Linked DNA regions of Mus musculus: region 1 is linked to region 2. The links are chromatin contacts, called in public promoter capture Hi-C maps. All regions are on one chromosome and are shown on one strand. The core of a region is the stretch at or near the end of the contact, and the rest is flanking DNA. Distances in the headings are between cores, read along the strand shown.

Region 1 (2,700 bases), core at 149-2,648, 1.7 Mb after region 2:
CTAAAATTCACTATGTATCAAATGATGAGCTTGAACCCCAGATCCCTCTGCCCATTCCTCTCCATTTCTTAGGCCTACAGGAAGAGGCCCGGGAGCATGGCACTGTACCACAACCATCTCCTGCATGTCATTCAGGCGAGTCCCCCAGCTCCCAGCATTGCACTCAGTGCATGATGAGTGCATGACTGGGAGACCAGCTTAGGATCTGACTAGTGGTGCCCAGCTGACTCTGCCAATGGCGCCCTACACTCTGACTTTCTGAGTCCTGTCACCCTATACCTGGGATGTTGCAATTCTCTGCACATGTCACCTACACCCCAACCATCCCCCAGGAGTATAAACTCATTGACAAGAAAAATGGAACTAGTCTGGAGCACTGGGTAAGGGTGAAGATGGGGCAAAGAGGGCTAAAAACATAGTCTGAGCTTCTGGACCCAAAACATAGGTATGTTAATAAGTATGAATGCAATGCAATGTCTAAAGAAACCAGGAAACGGAGTTATGGCTCAGGGCGTGAATCCTATTTCTTTTATACCCCCAGGAAGGGGCTGGGGCTGGAATGGTGTATTTGAGGTCTTGGGTTCTCTTCCAATCAGTGCTAAAAGGTGAATAAATAATTACAGATGACTCTCTCACTCTTCTTCAATACTTTGGTTCATCTTGGGGTTTTTTGAGTTTTTTTTTCCTTTTGGTGGTAGCGTTCGTGTGTGTGTGTGTGTGTGTGTGTGTGTGTGTGTGTGTGTGTGTGTGTAAATTGAACTCAAGGCCCTAGACCCTCATCTATTATTATTTTTTCCTTTCTTACTTTTTTTCTTTTCTTTTATTTTGAGATGGCAGTCTCCCTGTGTATCTGGCTGGAGTTAAAATCACAGACATCCTTCTATCTCAGCCTCCCACATGCTAGGATGACAAATGGCTATTGTTATGCCTGAGCCTGAGTATTGTTATGCCTTTTTCTGTTCCTACTCCTGCCACTCCCCACCCCCCTGTTTCTAGGCAAACCCCCTGAATCCCCCAGGGTTCTGAGCTCTGTTGATGCTGAAGGGACACAAGTGACCTGGAGTTCCCAGAGACTTCAGCCTCTCCATGGGGGTTTCCTTGGGTATTCTGCACAGGTGTCTTGCACAGTTCAGTGTCCCTGGAGTTGGGGACAACCTGGAGGTGGTAGTTGCTCCTTGTTGTCTGGGGCCTGATGCAGCTTGGGTGAGATTGTAAGTGGTGAGAGGAACACTACCCAGTTTCTAGAACAGTGTCCCCCTGTCTCTCTGTCCCTCTGTCTCTGTCTCTCTCTCTCCCTGATTCTGTCTCTGTTTCTCTCAGTTCCCTCCTCTCCCTGTGCCTCAGGCCCCTTCCTGGGGCTTCCCCGTTGGCCATCAGCCGGAAGGAAAGCTGCTCAGTGACTTCTCCCTTTTGGGGCCCTCCTTCTACCTCAAGGCCTTTCCCCACACATACACACAGCAGCTGGTGACAGAATCAGGGTTCCCGTCACCATCATCATCTCCTGCCCCATACACTGGACAACTGAGCCACACTGGGCAGGTCCTTCCCTGGGGCCAGGTTCCCTGTGTGAGTCCCCTGTCCTTCACCCTCTCTCTGATGGGTCACTAACTCGGATCCAAGGAACAGAGCCACAGAGCATGTCCAAGCTGCTCTTCCTGTCACTTGCCCTCTGGGCCAGCCGCTCCCCTGGTTACACTGAAACAGGTAGGTGACCACAGGGGGACTGGGGCACCTGGGCGGAGGGAACTAGTCCTTCCCTTTCAGTTTAAGGTCATATCTACCATCAGCTGGGAACTCACACCTATACCCGTTGGACCTGTTCTCCTTCTACTACAGGGATGGGGAAACTGAGGCATGAAGCCTCAAAACCTCATTTATCCAGGCAGAGGCACCCTTGAACTTAGACATTTGTGGAGCTAGACAGTTGACTCTCAGAAACCCGAAACCTGAAGCCTCACCTTTGTGACTCAGCAGCTGTAAAAGAAAAGAAAACGAAAAAGAAATGTAGACAATACTGGGTATAGTGGGGCACACCTGCCATGAAGCTCTCAGGAGTTCAGGGTCATCCACAGTCACATAGGAGGAAGCCAAGTATCAAGAGATTCCAATGTCCTGATCCACTCAGGGTAGGAGGCAGCCTAGGCCCCTTGGGAACCTGCTTCTAAAGCAACAGAACAAGTGTGGGGTGTGGGTAGTCTAGGGAGTTCTTCAGAATCCACAGTTCAAGGCCAGCCTAGGCTATGTGAGACCCTCCAGAAGGAGGAAGAGGAGGAGGAAGAAGGAAGAGGAGGGAGATGGAGGAGAAGGAGAAAGGAGAGAAGGGAAATTAGAAAAAAAGAAGAAAAAAAAAAAAAAACCTCAGGCCAGGCAGTGGTGGCACACGCCTTTAATCCCAGCACTTAGGAGGCAGAGGCAGGTGGATTTCTGAGTTCCAGGCCAGCCTGGTCTACAGAGTGAATTCCAGGACAGTCAGGGCTACACAGAGAAACCCTGTCTCGAAAAACCAAAAAAAAAAAAAAACAAAAAAACAAAAAAACCTCAGTTTTCTCATCTAGAAATTGAGCTAAGAACCTTGGGGTTTGTAGTAAGTATAGGAGCTCATGCTTCCATGCATAACAGGTCCTACATGGCCTACGGAAGCTCCTGTTCCTTTGTCTCCTCCAGCTCTCGTGGCTCTAAGCCAGCCCAGAGTGCAATGCC
Region 2 (2,700 bases), core at 76-2,575:
CTTTCTCTCTTTCTCTCTTTCTCTCTCTCTCTCTGTTCATTCTTCATTCTTTACTTATCCTTTCAGACCTCAGGAAACAGGTCCAAAAGTAACTCAATATAAAATATCTGGCCAGAATACCCCCTCCAAAAACACTAAAACAAAAACAACGCCCCCCCCCCAAAAACAAACAAACAAACTAGGAAAATCCTTTTTAAAATCAATTTACTGTGACAACTAAGTATGTTTTCCTTGTTTAAAAGAAGGACCCTCTCAATCTCTCAATCTTCCTTTGTCCTTAGTTCATATCATGTCCACCCCACCCCCACCCCCACCCCACCCTCACTCCTACCCCCACCCCCACCCCGCGCCTCATCATCCCGGTCTCTACAGAAGAGGATTTTAAAATAAGGCAATATATAAACCACAGTCACAGATACGAAAACGCGAACGAAGAGGACTGATGTCAACTTTTAAAATAAAGCTTGATCTTACGGAATTCCTGTTCTCTTATACTGAACAAACCAGTGCTATTTCCTTCACCCCAGTTCACAGGCGTAAGTTTTTGTGGGAGGGGGTCTGAGCTTTGCAAGCGGGTTCTGGCTGCAAGCACTCACCTCCGGGATGTTCTGGAGCGCCCCGGACCGGGTGGGCTCCGCCTTTGTGAGCCCAGAGCCACCAAATTTCCCCTCCGCCCAAACTCCCCCGCGCCCTGCTCCCCTTTGCCTCTGAGCTCTGGATCTCCTGAATCCAGACTCCTACAGTCGCTAGCACCCCTAGAGCCACAAGTGCTTCTTAACTGAGCGGAGGGGACATCCCCAGCAGGCAGAGTCGATCCTTCCCGGGCGGCCCCGAGGGTGTGGCCCTAGCTCTTGTTCCCGTAGGGCTCTTACCTTTGCGTCACCCGGAGCTGCTTTAGGGGTCCAGGAGCCCCTTGAGCCCCGGGCTGTGAGGGACACGGAGGGAGGGAGGCTCGAGGTGAGTGGAGGGGGCTCCGGCAAGGAGCCCGATGAGGACTCCGAGGGGGTGAAGCGATCGATCTGGGTATTGGAAAAAGTCTCTTTATAAGGGCGGAAGGCGGGGGCGATCGTCAGAGCTCTGGAGAAGGACGTCAGAACAAAGTGGTGCTGGGCGTGAGTTGCGGACTGTGCCCTGGTGTGGCCCGGGGTGCGAGGGAACAGCCAAGCTCAGATCCAGCACTTGCCCAAGTTCATGTTCCCATCCCAAGTCAAGTCGTCTGCTACCCTAGAATGGAGGACTCCAGACTAAAGGTCATTTCCCAGCCTACCTGCCCACTTTATCTTTCTGGGTTGCAAAAGACAGCAATGGACTTGGAGGATTTCACTTGCAGATGCAGACTGGAAGCTTCCAAACCCCGCCTTGAGGTGTCCACATGCAAGCTCAGTTAAGGGCCTTGTCTCTGTCTCTGGTTGGCCTCAGAGAGGGGTTGCTTTCAAGCCCTTCTTGGCTAGTTTTTTTGTAGAAACATGTTAGGAAGGTTTAGACTAGTCAGCCTATTTCTCTTTGCTTTATATTCATATTCCCTTCACTTAAAACTGGGGTCACCATGAAACTTTCTCACAGGTGCACAGTTCTTTAAAATAAAGTTGGTGTGTAAGCCACAGGAAACATCCTACTAGCTAAGCCAAGCACTCTAGCTTATAAAAGCACTCAGTCTATCACTTCAAACAGGTTTAGATCTTTTGCATGCATATATATCTAGCACTACATTTCTAGCATACTACATATCTAGTATTCTGTGACAGGATTACTTATGTATCTGTTGTACCTGTCTTTAAAGGGCTTTATCTTATAACAGTTGAATATATTGTAGAGGGGGCTGCTTCTGCAACCTTTTAAATGTGTTTCAGGGAGAGGTGTTATGGAATGGGTGTGAGGAAAAAGAAAAGATTGAAAGCCATAAAGTCTCAGCTTTGTGCCCACTTTCTCACTTCTTTCTACATCTACTGAGCCAGTCTATTAAACAGTGAAACAGTGCATCTGACAGCTAACGAGGTGAAGTCCATACTCAGCTGCTATCCACCTCTCTAGGCTAACCTGCAGACTAGCTCCCATCTTAGACTGGATTTATAGAGGCTCTTTTAACTGTATTCCCCATTCCTTTGTTCTCTGTGTGAACAGTAACTTCCCCTGTTACTGGACAGGGCAGAGGCCTATGTGGATAGTTGTCATAATGAAGGTTTGTAACCAGCTAATTGCTATCTATCTATCTATCTATCTATCTATCTATCTATCTATCTATCTATCTATCTATCTATGGAACAGACCCTATTTGAGCTCAGACAGAAACTAACAGAAGACAGACATGAAATTCATTTAACCACTCAGTGTTTTAGGTGGGATTTCTTTTACTTTTGATTCTAATTAACTTCTGATTTTGAACTTAGGCCACAGATTAATACACATTTTTTTCCTTCTGGAATATTCCTTAAGGTGATGACACAGATATTTCAGTTGCAGTAGGGCAGGGATCAGGAATGCAGTGTCTCAGACAGTGTGCCAGTTTATGGGGCTAAGGTCAGAGAGTGTGACTCAAGCACAGAGAGACAGGAGAGATGGCTGTCCTCACAGAACATCACTAGGGCTTAGGGGTGAGAATCCGGAGTGCAGCCAGGGCTGGCACTCTGGGAGAGGTGGGGCTAGGGAAACTAATTAATTTTGAGAAGCCAGGAATACCAGGATCTAGACCAACTCCCAGAT

Evidence for each region. Promoter capture Hi-C pulls out the DNA fragments that hold promoters and counts their contacts.
Region 1: a contact with region 2 is called in a promoter capture Hi-C map of embryonic stem cells, with 4 times the contacts expected there. The contact joins the promoter of Ebi3 here to the promoter of Slc5a7 in region 2. A contact is called at or near these places in 2 of 39 promoter capture datasets (the 3T3-L1 cell line and embryonic stem cells).

Annotation. Positions count from the first base shown.
Region 1 is chr17:55,951,225-55,953,924 of GRCm38.p6, forward strand. It overlaps Ebi3 (Epstein-Barr virus induced gene 3), which reads left to right and starts at 1,399. Exons shown (of 5, transcript NM_015766.2): 1 at 1,399-1,704; 2 at 2,665-2,700. The coding sequence starts at 1,638. It also overlaps a transcript of Zfp119b not described here.
Region 2 is chr17:54,297,709-54,300,408 of GRCm38.p6, forward strand. It overlaps Slc5a7 (solute carrier family 5 (choline transporter), member 7), which reads right to left and starts at 1,326. Exons shown (of 9, transcript NM_022025.4): 1 at 873-1,326.